Regions from separate parts of the Sus scrofa genome. Here all the other regions are linked to region 1. A link is a contact called in public Hi-C and HiChIP or PLAC-seq data. All regions are on one chromosome and are shown on one strand. The core of a region is the stretch at or near the end of the contact, and the rest is flanking DNA. Distances in the headings are between cores, read along the strand shown.

Region 1 (3,261 bases), core at 310-2,809:
TCCCTGATGGGACGAGTAAGCTCATTTATAGAAAACCAAAGAAAATCTACTTCTTGCACACCTATATTTGTGGAGTAGAAGCCACGCTGGCTGAACAAAAGAATAAAATGAAGGAGGACATAATCACTTATTTTAAATCCCCGGTGAGGATTTGTTCTCCTACGTGTCAGGCATCGGTTTATTTTTGTCATTGTATGTGATATCCAGAGGCCCGCCACAGCAGTTCCTGACTTATTTAGAGATAGGTGTGGGATAGCAAGGCAGAACATCAGAAAATGAGATGGAATACTAGCACCAAATCTGACGTTGGACTCTTTCTGCACGTGGGAAGTAAACAGTTTCAAAAACCTCAGTTGAGCAAATGAACTCAGGAAAAGAGATCAGCTTTGTGGTTACCAGAGACAGGAGGAAGTGGGAATCAGATGAAGGTGGATCAAAAGGGACAAATTTCCAGTCATAAGACAAATAGGTACTAGGGATGTACTATACAACACGATAAATGTATATTATGTAGGAAAGTTGTTAAGAGAATAAATTCTAAGACTTCTCATCGTGGGGAAAGACTTTTTTTCTCTTATTTTGAACATATGTAAGATGATGGATGGTCACTAAATTTACTGTGGTGATCATTTCATGATGTCGGTAAGTCAACATCTTGAATTAACACAATGCTGTACAAATATTGTTATAGCTCAATGAAACTGGAAGAAAAAAACCACTCAGTTTAAGTAGATATTGGTGAACAGATCACTAGAAGTCTTGAAGGAGAATAGCAGATAGCTAAAAAGAAAAAGAAAAAAAAAAAAAAGGAAAAAAGAAAAAAATCCTTTCTCATCCAACATTGTGTAGTCGGGGGGCTGCAGCGTATCTAATGCCCCACTAGATGGTACTGCTGATCCAGCCTTGGAGTACCCAGGGCCTGTCTCTATGGTAACAAGTCTACAAATTTATCAGAAGAATTGGCCTTGTCCTTTTGGTGGGAGCGGGTGTGTATGAAGCAGTTTTCGGTGTTCAGAAAAGTCGGCTCTGTGCACAAGGGACTCTTGATATGTAGCTGTCAAAGACATAGAGAATCAGGAAAACACCGTATTGTGCAAGGCAATAAGGAAAGAGAGGGCGGAGAAATCGCTGCTTCTACTATAGTTACAACCTACCTCCTCCCCTGACCGCTGGGACTCAAGGTCTTTAACACGGCTTGGAAACAGGGATCCCAGGTTGCTGGGAGCCTGGGGGTGGGCTGCAGGCAGGATTTGCTTTTGTGCAAGATTACACAGCGGGAGTTCAGCCTGTGGGGAGCTGGGGTTGCTTGAATTGTGGACTCCTAGATGTTCCATTACATAAAATATTACATAAGCCCAGACATCCAGTTCTACCTGTTATTTTACGCCTCGCTGTTTATGATCGTTCTCTGCTGAATGTGGGTTTCCTACGCTCTCTGCATAAAATGTGTTTCCAGAGAGGGGCTCTGCTAGCCGGCGAAACTCCTCTGGCTTCATCAAAAGCGCAACTTCCAGACCTTCCAGACCTTTCTCACCGCAGGGTGCCCGGCGCTCCATATTCACTACGTGCTGTTCTGCTTCTTGGATTCTGGACCAAGATGCAGGGCTGCTCTTACATCGGTGGAGATGCAGAGGGACACTTCATATGCTGACAGCGAGTAAATGCTGCTCTGGAGAAAAACCACCCACCCCAAATCCACCTTCACAGGAGAAGGAGTTTTTGGTGTCTCCTGCATGGGTCCTACCTGGTGCCCCAAGGGGAACAGGTTACTCCTGCAGAAGGCTTGCCTCCGTGTAGAATTTGTGTTGCTTTTCAGCAATAGCAGCCCATTCAGTGGAGCCAAATCATTTTTTAATTTTAGTTTTCCTGGAGAGAAGGGAAAGAGAAAAGAATGAAAAAAACAGGACCTAAGCAATATTTTTGCAGAGCTTTATCTGCATAGCTGGAGTTTTACCTGGATAGCTGTTCTGGATGTTTCCTGGAACATTTTTAAAATTGAAAATATTTTGAGGTAATTTCAGAGTTAGTGAAGTTATAAAAATAGTACAAAGAATTGCCATATATCCTTCATCCTTAGTCCCCGAGTTTTGTCTGCCTCGTGGAATAGATAATCTAATGAGTTATCTAATACTTTTAAGGATAAGAAACATGATGTCTTTTTAACCTCAGTAAAAATAAGGACATCCTCTCATATAACCACAGCGCAATTATCAAAACCCAGAAATTAGCATCAATATATTACTATTATTTAATCAGTGGACTCTATTCAAATTTCATCCATTGTTCCATTATCTTTCATGTCATAAGGAAATATTTTTTTCCACAGTTTAGGAGCCTATCCAGGATCACATATTACATCTGGCTGTCATGTATATTTTTATCTTTGGGTTTTTAAATTTTTTTTATTTTTTGCTTTTTAGGGCCGCACCCCTGCATGTGGAAGTTCCCATGCTAGGGTTTAAATCAGAGCTATGGCTGTCAGCCTACACCACAGCCACAGCAACATGGGATCCCTGACCCACTGAGCAAAGCCAGGGATGGAACCCACGGCGTCTTGGATACTAGTCAGATTCATTTCCCCTGAGCCACAGTGGGGACTCCATATTTGTATCTGAAAATGATGACAGTTGCTTTTTACTTGATAGTGGTTTTTTATTTTTTCCTTTTCTTGTTATTGTGAGTCAGTAGCTTGCAGTTGAAAATTTTTCTGCTTCTGAGAATCATGGCTATTTCTTAGATGGCTGGCAGATCTGATGGTGGAAAATACATAAATCTGCACAAACATGGATTCAAATCCCAAACCCACAAATTCTTAGCCGTGCAACCTGGAGGACACTGCATCACTTCTTTGAGCAACAGTTGCCGCTATAAAATATGGATTATAATCTGAGTCTTGGAAAGTCAGTATGAGGATACATGAGGTAGAAAATGTCCAAAAAAGACTTATCTACCACAGGGCCTGGTGGAAGAAGCTCTATATGCAATTTCCCCCATTCCCAGAAGGAATTCTTCTATATTAAAAATATTCAAGAATATAAAAAATATTTGAAGATGTGTTTTCATTTTCTTAGATTTAAATCACAAAGTACTTGAAGTAAATTTTTAAAGACTATTCATTCCCTCAACTCCTTCAACCACTGTCACCATCCAAAAGATCTCTATAGCTTTTTTTGGTATCTGTTAATCCCAAAGTTCTCATTTATCCACCCCCCTTTCCCCTTTGGTAACCATAAATTTATTTTCTCTGTCTGAGTCTATTTC
Region 2 (3,261 bases), core at 545-3,044, 230 kb after region 1:
CTGCTAGTCTTTGTTATCCTCGGCAAGAATAGTGCTGGATTTTTTTCGTGGCAGGAGAGGGACGAGCTTTGAGCTCAAAGTACATTAACAAGCACTCTATTCCACCTAGAAATAGTGCCAACTCCATTCCTTAAAATACCAGAGCCATCACACACTGGCCAAGTTTAATTTCTCAATAACCGGAATTAAATCAAGTATAATCACCTCTGGCAGATCGTCTCTACAGTGAGTGGGTTAAACTGCACCGCACTCCTGGTGTGGTGGAGTGCAATGACTAAGGCATCTAGAGAGAGCCTTGGAGTCCAGTTACTGAAGAGGTATAGGGCTTTGATCAAGCTACACAGTCTTTCCGCCTGGTGTTCCGTAAAATGAGAGATGAAGTGCATTTTCTATCAGGCTCCTTTCAGCTTTAAAATTTGTGACTCTAAAGTGTACTTCACGCACATGACAAAATCCTGTGGGAATCAAAAGCGCTGCCAAAATGACTTGACTCTCAAGAGAACGCATGCCATTGAGGGGAAACAGGAGCGTTAATATATGAAGCAAGTTAGCAGCTGTTAGTTTCCAGGCACAGTGCACAGCCTAAGCAGCTTGACAACAGCTTGATTTTCCCCAAATAATAAGTGCTAGGGAAGGCAGTGAGAGATGGAGCAAGATGGGGGGGGCTGGATTTGCTTAGGATAAAAGTAATATAATGTGAAAAAAGAAGGATAAATGAGGGGAGGGGGGGAGGCAACTTCCTGCAGGGTTAATCCCAAAAGGGGATGAGGAGGGAGAAGGAGGCCAGTAGCTGCAGCGTCTGGCAGGTGGCACCTGGAGAACCGCCCACTTGAGAGAGCTGCCGGGGTCGCCGCTGCCTGGCGAATGCCGCAGGCGGGTCGGGGCTTTCCGGGCGGGGTCGCAGTCTGGCCCGCAGCTATAAGAGCTCGGAGTCGTTGCTGCGCCCCCGCACGCCCCCGGCCTGCGTCAGGCCCTAACAGCTGCGTGCTGCGGGCAGCGAAGGACCGCTCTGGATATCCTTGGCCCAGCTCTCACTCGTGGTTGCCATTTTCCTTCGGTGCCCTGACATCTCAAAGAGACCAAAAACACCCCCCTCCCCAGCTACTTGCATCTGTCCCGCGACCGACGCAGCTGCAGGCCGCCGCCCAAAGCGGCTCGCGGCGGGAGGGACTGAGCCCGGGGCAGCCCACAAGGGCCGGGCCGCGTTGCTTACCCAGAGGCCGCCGCGGCGGGCGGGCTGCTGGCCGACTCCTCCGTGCGGGAGGGGCGGCTCCCGCGCCGCGTACGTCACGCGGACACGCCGGCTCACGCACCCCGCGGTTCGTTCTCGCGCGGCTTCCCGCGCCAACAGCCCCGCGATGGGTCCACGTGACCGCGCGCCTGGTAGCCGGGGAACTTGGGGCGCTGGGGCCGGAGTGTGCGTGCGTGCGTGCGTACGTGCGCGCCCGCCTGCTCGCCCGCTCTAGTGGCTTGGCGGGGGTCGGCCCGCGTTCTAGGTGCCTCTGCCACGGTCGCTAGTCGTGACTCTGTAGGCGGAAGCGTGGAGCGAAGCCTGAGCGTCACAGGCTCCCCACACAAAACCGCGTGACCCGGGGACTTTCCCTGGGGTGTGCAAAAGCACGGGCACCCCTCAGTTCGGGGTGGGGGCAGGGAAGGATGCGCCCGCATACTCGCGGGCTGAGGGGTGAGGGCGCGGGGCCAGGGAAGCTGAACCACGGGAGCCTGGGAGGGGAGGCGGGCTGGGCGGGGTTGGGCATGGCGGGGGAAGTGACTCAAGGCCAGAGGCGGACAGGCCCACGGAAGGCAGGAGTGGGGGGAGCGCGGGCAATGGGCGACCCTGAACTAGCTGGCCGCGCACGGGACAGAGCAAGGGTGCTGGCGCCCCCAGAACGTCAGGGACATACCGTGAGGGAGGGCCCAGCTGCTGGGCCCTATGGGGCCGGGGTCTGACATCTGGACAGAGTGGGAAAGCAGCATCCTGCCCTTGGGGAGTCGGGAGGAGCCCAGTCCCATCCAGCTGTGCAAACAGGAGGAGGAGGAGGAGGTCCCAAGCCTACCCTAGGGAGAGGGGCAAGAGGGGTGGTCAGGCTGTCGCCGCGCCGGCCCCCGCGGTGCGGGTTGCGCCAGCCTCCTCGGAACCCGACGCAGAAACTTGTTGCAACAAACAGGCGACCGCGGGTGCCCCTAGCAGCCAGCGGCGGAGTGGGTGGGCGGTCGAGAGGGAGGGGAAGGCTGGCGGACGCCGCAGCGAACTGGTGGGCAGACCCGGAGTCGCCGCGTAAGCGGGGCCGGCTCAGTGCGGTGCAGCAGGCGCGGCTGTGCGGCAGCGGAAGTCCTTTGTTGCAGCACAGTCCCTGGCAGAGCCAGAGCCTCTCCGCGCAGCCCAGCCCGAGCGCCGCGCGTCGCCGCCACTGCAGCTCGCGGCCCCTTCGTCTCCGCCCGCCTTTCCTGTGGCTGATTTGCCTTAAACTCCCTAAAATTTCCGCAGCCCCGGATCCTGCTGCGGCCGGTGAGTATTTGCCAGTTGTGGGGCTATTTGCGCAACTTTGGCCCGGGCGGGAGGGTGACGGGCCGCGAGCTTGACGGAGTGCGGGGCCGGAGCGGCGCCGACCCGTGCGGGGAGCCAGAGCGCGGCGGACGCGCTGCGAGGACCCGGCGACAGGCGGTTGCCGGGCCGCCTGCTTGATCCCGCCGCCCTCCGGCGCGTCTGGTCGGGGACGTGCGGCCTCCCTGGGTCGGAGGCGAAGCCCACGGAGACTAGTTCCCAAATTAGTTACCTTCTTTTTCCTTTCTTTCTCTGCCTTTATTTTTTGAGGGGGGGGGGGGGGGAGGTGTAGACGGGAGGCGGGAGGACCCGGTTGATTGACGTGCCCAGAGCCCGCTTCTCTCAACTTACAGCCGCGGCTTCTCGGCGGGTGGGAGGGGAAGTGTCCCGGAGCCCGAGGCCGCAGACTTGGGCGCGCTCCGAGGGAGGAGGCATAAGAGCCGTGCAAATTCTTGCCACGCTCTTTCCCCCCACCCCCACCCCGCCGGCACACACGCTTTTTGTTCAGTAAAAAGTGGTAGGTCTCGAGTTGGGGAATTTTCAGTGGAAAGATATGTTTCCTGGGAGAAAAGTGCTTTCGCTTCCAGCGTTGGGAGCTCACTAGAAGTTTTCGGTAAATGGGTTGGATGCAAATCGAGAGTCGTTACCACTAAAATATGTAGGCTTCTGTCTGAGCTCAGCTATCCTCCGAGTCTCCCTTCCTACCTAAGCAGCAC
Region 3 (3,261 bases), core at 484-2,983, 190 kb after region 1:
ATCAGCAGCTGCAGCTCCGATTGGACTTATATCCTGGGAACTTCCATATGCCACAAGTGGGACCCAAAAAAGAAAGGAAAACAAGTGGAATAAGATCTACAAGTTGTTAAAATGGCCTTTATTATTTTAACCTGTCCTTTATTTCATTCCCAATTATTTTCTAATAAAGACAGCTCTTCTACTCTGTCTTCATTTAGATAAGCTCATCTTATTTTTGCCTGAAATTGTAGCTAACTCCCAGATCTAGATTTGAGAAAACTTGTACTTAGTAAGTAAGAGCATCTCAGTTGGTTATGAATGGCATGGATTTCTTTTGGCTTGTTCAGAGTTCAAATCTGGCAGTAAGCAGGGTTAGTAACTCATCTGGGGATATAAAGGAGATGTACACAGACTGGTGTTAGCTGAATAAATAAAGATAAATTGAATTCTTAATTATCTCTACTATAGGTGCTTAGGGATTTTCCTGTTTTATAGCGCTTGTCTCTAGGATCTTGACAGCTTAGATTCAGCTTTGCTATTGTGTAAATAGTTCTTTCCTTAATAAAGAATCTTACAAAGGTAAACTATATTCCTGGATAAGCATCCAAAAGTGGGTAAGAGCTTTACTCTCTCAAAGCTCATGGTCCTATTGAAGAAAAGAGATAAGTACAACTGCTTTTCATAGTTCTTCCCTCTGCCTTAATAGCTTCTTCATCTAGATAGTATGCTTGGGAGGGGCCAGAGGAGGAGGCAGGAATTGTGCATCCTGCAGGACCTCACCATAGAGGCTCCCAGGAATGCCCTTGTAGGTAATATTAAGCCCAAAGCAAGTCACCCTAAACTCTCACTGCAACACCTTTCATTGGTGCTAATCCACTATATACAGTGGATTATGTATACAAATCAATGCTTATGGTGCTTTTCACTATGACTGGGAACTTGCTTAGATAAAGACTCTCAAAATGTGTGAAAATAACACAGCCTAGCCAAACAGAGAGTGAATATTGCCAGTGCCCTTTGCTCTGGTCTGTACTAGAATTGTGAGGAAAGTCAACTCATGTTTTAAACCCCTAACCCTCACCCCGCGCTGTACTTGAGAGGGACAAGGTTAAGCAGACACCTAGGAATGTAAGGGAAACGGGTAACTTGTAATCGACTGAATCCTGGAAATATACAAGATGTAAAGGAGGGAGGGGGCTGTGTTTCTGTGCCCTTCTGACATCGATATCACACAGTTTGCATCATCTCTTCCTTCCTCCTAGATTCTTAGGAGACAAGGGTCTGTGTCTTGGGCCTCTGAGAACCTTTGGCAGGGAACCGTGATAAGTGCATTACACCCAAACCCATTCCTGGAAAAGTTTTATTTTCTCTATTCATATAGGTAATTTTTCTTTTCAAACGAGATTGACTCTGCACAGATCTGAATCCTACTTTTAAAATGTGATATCTGCTGTGACTTTAAATATTCAGTGGGGGGATTTATGATGTGAGTGCCCATAGTTTAAAATTGGATTTTGCTACTTTGCATCTGAGAAAATGGAAGGCTTACGACCTTGGTCCCCTCCCCATCTCTCTCGGTGGCCCCCGGCCCTTGCCTGGATGTGGTCGCGCCTAAAAGATTGCCGCCTGGCTGGGCGCGCGAAGGTCCCACGCCCGGGGCTGGGCTCACCCGCAGGTGGACCTCCTGTCCCCCCCCCGCCCCTCCCCCGGGCCACCGCCCCCGCCCCCAGCCCGGGCCCCGCCCCGCGCCCGCCTGCTCCACGCGCATTGGTGCCTCCAGCTGTCGGTCCCCGCGCTCTGGGGAGGGGGCGTCGCCCGGCTGCGGTCCCTCTGCAGAGGGTTGCTCGCTCCCGGTGCGCCGCTGCCTTCCCGCCGGCCCCGCGGGCGCCCCCGCGACCTCCGCGGCAGCGTTGTCCAGGGACCCCGGCGCCCTCGGTAAGTGAAGCGGGCGATGAGGCTGTGAGGAAAGAGGGCGCGGGGCCGGTGTCCGGTCCGCCGACCGCCCGCGTGGCGGAGTGGGCGGGAGGTGCCCGCTGGCCACCGGGAATCTGGGGCCCCGAAGGTGGCCGGGGTAACAACGGGGGAAGGTGTTTGTCCGCAGACATCTCCACTCAGTACGACCCTCATCACTCTGCCCACCTGCCCTCCCCGCGTTTGAGTTGTCCTGGGGGCTTGTGTAGCTGGTAGCTTTTTTCCTTCCTTGCCCTTTTCGGGGCGAATGCGGTGTGGGCTTCCTGGCCATTATAATTGTACATTTAGCTTGAAGCTGGATTAGCTGTTCCCCGCCCCAGCACTTTCCTTTTTGAGTACTTTATCCTGCGCTCTAGCTCCTGCCATAAGGCGCGTCAAGCCGAATGAGAGATGCCTTCCTCCTGAAGGAAGCTTCGTGTGGCCCACACCTGGCGCGGGGAGAGATGCACCGCTTTTCTCAGGAAGTGGCTGCTCTTTGCCTCCGTGCTTCTCTGCTCACGGGAAAAGGGCAAGGGGTATTTTCAGTGGCAGCAGACTTGCGATTCTATCAGGAAATTACAGCTTCCTGGAGCAATAAAACTACTTCTGCAGGTTAAGGACGAATCATTTGCAGTCTAATGTTCCGCAAAGTTTTAATAGCCACAGACTGCATTCTCCCCCTTTCAGTTAGGTTTTGTTTGGATATCTGTTGTAGTTCTACATCTTGGTATACATTCCAGTGAGCTTCTCAAGCAATTGTCCTTGAGCAATCCAAGTTAGTTTCAAATGACACATTCCTAAATGATCTAATATCAGCATTTCTATTAGGTATACATCCCTCCGGTTAATAAAAAAACACTCAGGTGGGAGGATTCATAAGAGGTGCGGAGACAAAGAGCTATAATTAGCTGTGGTTCTAGTGTATCATGTTTAGAGGGACACTGTTAAATGTTCATATTTTAGTTCCATCATGGTTGTAGGATGGCTTTGTCTTTCTGTCGGAGGCAATGGAGTATGTATCACCCGACCTAAGGGAATATTTGCTTACATCATGAACTGATATTCAGAGTTCCAATTCCTTCTGTGGTTCATGGAATCAGGAGTTGCCCAAATAAACCTTCAACAGTGAAGGATTTACATTTTTTTAAAAGTACAAAGAAAGATTCCCTTTGCTTATCTTCAGACATCCATAAACTAAAATCCACAGGATTTCTGTTAGGTGGTCACCTCCTTTCTCTGTTCTCTGGTACTATCATACCATCTTGTGGATTAACTTTAAAATATACCTTTATGTTTATGTATAATCAGTTTGTCAGTTGCACAACTTATCTA
Region 4 (3,261 bases), core at 523-3,022, 140 kb after region 1:
CTTTACCAGGATGGCATAACTCACGGGGCCATGGATAGAAATGGGAGGCGTCTGTCATTCAAGGAAGGAGGTTTTGATGATGCAAAAGTTGTTCCATTATAGCATTTCAAAACTTTCTGGAAATGAGCTATGAAATTCAAGGGCTTCCTACCATTTGATTCATCACAGCTCTATGACCCTAAATTAAAGACAGACAAGGGAGGAAGTACTAATTTTTTTTCTCCTGGTTCTTTTATAGTTTCTTCAACTTTAGGCATACCTGACACTTGGCTTTTGTTATTCCACTTTTCATTTTAAGGTGCTTCAGTTAGTGGCCAACCAAGAAAACCAGGCAGGAAAAAAACTTAAGGGACTTAGGGAGACCTAATTACAACTGTCCTGATTTTTTTTTTTTCCCCCTCACCAGGGCAGAAAATCTTCCACCTGTTGCTTTCATGTTCTGGGCTGTCTAGTTTTTGCTGACTGAGGTTTATGTCCATTTAAAAGTATCTTCTTGCTCTTCTGATGATGTCTTATAGCAGCCTAAGTGTTAGCTTTCAAACAAATCTTTGTAGTTGGAAGAATATCCCGGCTGATGCAACTTTAAAAACAATCCTACTTCTTAGACAAAGTTTAAGAGGGTCAGGGTAACTGCTCTCCAGCTATAATCTTCTTTGGGGGGAAGAATGCACACTTAGACCTCTTTAAATTATAGCACAGGAAGTACAGAACATTTTGTTCTTTGTTCTCAACCTGCTGGCTGAAACAACATTTTCCACCTGTACCACCTTATAGTACTGGGTTCCTGTAACTTACTTAGTACCTGCTGCATATAAGTATTATTTTTATTTGTCCCTAGAGTCCTTCGTCAAGACTCAAATGCTTACTTATTCTAGAATCCTTATAAGATTTGGTGAATAAATTCACTGTCTCAGTATGAAATCTGCTCTGTCCCTAAATTTGTAGTTGTCAATCTTTCCAGCTCCATTTCAGAGCCCCAAAAGCCTCAGAGTCATCTGTAGCCCCAGTATTTCCTTTGTGTTTCATGTTTAGTGTATCTAGAATACATGTACTTCTCACCATTATGGTATCAATGGTTAACACTGACACCATAATCCAAGCCACCGTCACCTCTGGCCTGGATTCTGCAAATGCAGTTAACTTTTTGCTGGTGTCCCTCATTCTCACCCTTCCCCCCAGGGTCTGGTCCCAATTCAGCAGCCAGAATAGTCCTTGAAAAATGTAAGTCTGATGGTGTCAGCCCCGTTCAAAACCCTCTAATAGCCTCCCATCACATTCAGAATAAACGACAGTCTCCTGATCTGATTACTGCTTCCCCTTGGCCCTCAGTGACCCACTCAGGACCTTTGCACTTGCTGTTCATTCTCTTAATTGGCCCTGGGAAAGTCACTTGATCTGACTGCTTAGAGCCTCTGTCTCTACATCTGTGAACAGAAATAAGAAGGCTGCTTCTCCCTTGCCTCCCTCACAGGGTTATTGAGAGTCTCAGATGCATTCATATGTTTTCACTGTTGGTTCTCCTTATTTAAGTCTTACATTGTGCCAGGAGTGGCTGTTTTTTCCACCCTCCCCTCTTGCCAACTGTGGAGTTTGGAGGGTCTGGAGGGTGAAGAAAAACTAGTAGAAACTTTTGTCTAGCACTTTGTGTTCATATAATGTTTGGAGGGCAGGAAGGGGAGAGGAGAGAGTGGAGTCTGGAAACTTGGCCCCCGTCAGGAGCCTTCTGCAGCTCCCCAGGCACCACTTCTGATGTCCCATGCAGGAGAAACAGCGCAGGCTGGAACTGCCGGGGAGTTACAGCAGCAGCCTAGGGAGAACTTGGCAGCTCTAGCATTTCCTGTTGTCTTGTGTCAGCAGAATTGTGGCCTCCGCTCAGATCACATCCCAGTAAAAGAAACTTCAACAATCCATTCTTCTTTTGAACTATATGATTTATAGAATATTGATTTGAGAAAAACCAAGGCTATTAGCTTGAAGTAAGATTTTGAAGTCTTAGGTATGACTTCTTGTATCGTTCGCCATTCTTACCTTTTACTAGGCTAATCCAAATAATGTATTCCCTGCAACTCCTGTGCCCTTTTATGCCAGATATTTGTTAAGTGTGCAGCATTGGGGAAGGGAATAACCAAATGAGAGTGAGGGAAGAGATGCTTGCACATGTTCAGGTGTATTTGTCAAGTGAAAGACAAATGACAAAATTTGCCCTTCAAGATAGATCCCATTCAAGTTTATGACTATATCGTAACTGGACAGAGTTGGATTATTTTGTATGTTTATTTATGGATGTAATATAATTTACTTAATGTTCTCTTGTATTGGGAAGTTGTATAAATTGTATAAATCTTTGTTTCAGAAGACATTATGCTTTCAACCTTGAGTAAGAAAAATTCTTTTGTAAATTAGGATATCGTTTTAAAGTTCATACTGAATTCAGAGTGGATTCATTGATTTATTGTTCAGCTTTATGGGCCTACCTGTGATCATCTTGCTAGGTAACGTTGGCTGAGCCGCTATGAGCTTGAGTTCTTTCCTGCAAACTTTTTTTCCTATAGCACCTGGGCGGTGGAAATGCTGAGAAAGATGAGGATTGGCAACCTTCAGAACTGGTGGTCCACGTTTTTACTTGTTCACTGTATGATTTTGAATGCCATCAATTAATATGTTTTAAACTAACTGTCCCATACCCCATGGCCCAGTCAGTGTCAACGGGAGATAGAAAAGATCCAGGTCTGCTTGAGGCCTGGAAAATTGGGTGGGTGGTACAGGGTACATGCCAGATAGTGTTCAGTGAAGGTGTTTATAATTTAAGAGAAATATATCCAATGATACATGTTGCTAATTTGTGGCTTAAAACATTAAGGGTTAACGGCAATCTTTTCCTTTTTCTCTAGGCAAATAAGGGAGAAACTGAAGAGCAAAGTCGCTCAGATGAAGGAGCAGGTACCTGGTTTCACCCCAGGCCTGGCCATTTTACAGGTATTATGATGGTGCATTTCCCCTAACATCTTCCTTTCTCGATCTCTCTCATTAGTGCTTAAATCTCTTCCCTTTTTTTTTTTTTTTTTTTTTTAATGGAACCTCAGACCTTTTGAGTTCCTCTCTTCAGACTCCTCCTCTTCAGGTCAACTTCCACATGTTGGCATGTCCTGGCCCTCGGCTCTTCTCTGTGGCGACCCTTTCTCTAATCCAGTGTCCCTTGAACTTTGTTCTCAGGATCTGTTTACACTTTTCAAATGACCTTAGGAACTTTTGTTTGTATGG

The links. Hi-C and Micro-C count contacts between places; a contact is called where the count stands out from the background. HiChIP or PLAC-seq counts read pairs in DNA pulled down with a chosen protein or histone mark.
Region 2: an H3K27ac HiChIP or PLAC-seq map of alveolar macrophages shows a contact between it and region 1. The contact joins the promoter of ZBTB1 here to the enhancer-like site in region 1. A contact is called at or near these places in 1 of 5 promoter capture datasets (liver), 5 of 47 Hi-C or Micro-C datasets (embryonic fibroblasts, heart right ventricle, liver and 1 more) and 2 of 2 datasets of contacts at active chromatin or transcription factors (alveolar macrophages and skeletal muscle).
Region 3: a contact with region 1 is called in a Hi-C map of skeletal muscle, with 5 times the contacts expected there. The contact joins the promoter of AKAP5 here to the enhancer-like site in region 1. A contact is called at or near these places in 3 of 5 promoter capture datasets (fetal liver, fetal skeletal muscle and liver), 28 of 47 Hi-C or Micro-C datasets (adipose tissue, alveolar macrophages, blood and 16 more) and 2 of 2 datasets of contacts at active chromatin or transcription factors (alveolar macrophages and skeletal muscle).
Region 4: an H3K27ac HiChIP or PLAC-seq map of alveolar macrophages shows a contact between it and region 1. The contact joins two enhancer-like sites. A contact is called at or near these places in 1 of 47 Hi-C or Micro-C datasets (liver) and 1 of 2 datasets of contacts at active chromatin or transcription factors (alveolar macrophages).

Annotation. Positions count from the first base shown.
Region 1 is chr7:88,347,997-88,351,257 of Sscrofa11.1, forward strand. LOC110261687 (a long non-coding RNA gene) reads right to left here. Exons shown (of 3, transcript XR_002346141.1): 2 at 1-1,866. Among named protein-coding and RNA genes, the nearest start is that of KLHL25, 58 kb to the left of the region's middle. Within about 2 kb of position 1,560, at least 17 of the 83 cell types and tissues checked have an H3K27ac peak or open chromatin away from gene starts, as enhancers often do. A contact at or near this core is called in adipose tissue, alveolar macrophages, retroperitoneal adipose tissue and 3 more, where this site is marked.
Region 2 is chr7:88,574,197-88,577,457 of Sscrofa11.1, forward strand. ZBTB1 (zinc finger and BTB domain-containing protein 1) reads left to right here and starts at 1,795. Exons shown (of 3, transcript XM_003482279.4): 1 at 1,795-2,509. It overlaps ZBTB25 (zinc finger and BTB domain-containing protein 25), which reads right to left and starts at 1,339. Exons shown (of 5, transcript XM_021099920.1): 1 at 1,214-1,339.
Region 3 is chr7:88,537,205-88,540,465 of Sscrofa11.1, forward strand. AKAP5 (A-kinase anchor protein 5) reads left to right here and starts at 1,734. Exons shown (of 2, transcript XM_021099926.1): 1 at 1,734-1,914. All of the region lies in intron 4 of ZBTB25 (zinc finger and BTB domain-containing protein 25), which reads right to left.
Region 4 is chr7:88,482,874-88,486,134 of Sscrofa11.1, forward strand. MTHFD1 (C-1-tetrahydrofolate synthase, cytoplasmic) reads left to right here. Exons shown (of 27, transcript XM_021099913.1): 2 at 2,892-2,976. Among named protein-coding and RNA genes, the nearest start is that of MTHFD1, 13 kb to the left of the region's middle. Within about 2 kb of position 1,773, at least 30 of the 83 cell types and tissues checked have an H3K27ac peak or open chromatin away from gene starts, as enhancers often do. A contact at or near this core is called in alveolar macrophages, where this site is marked.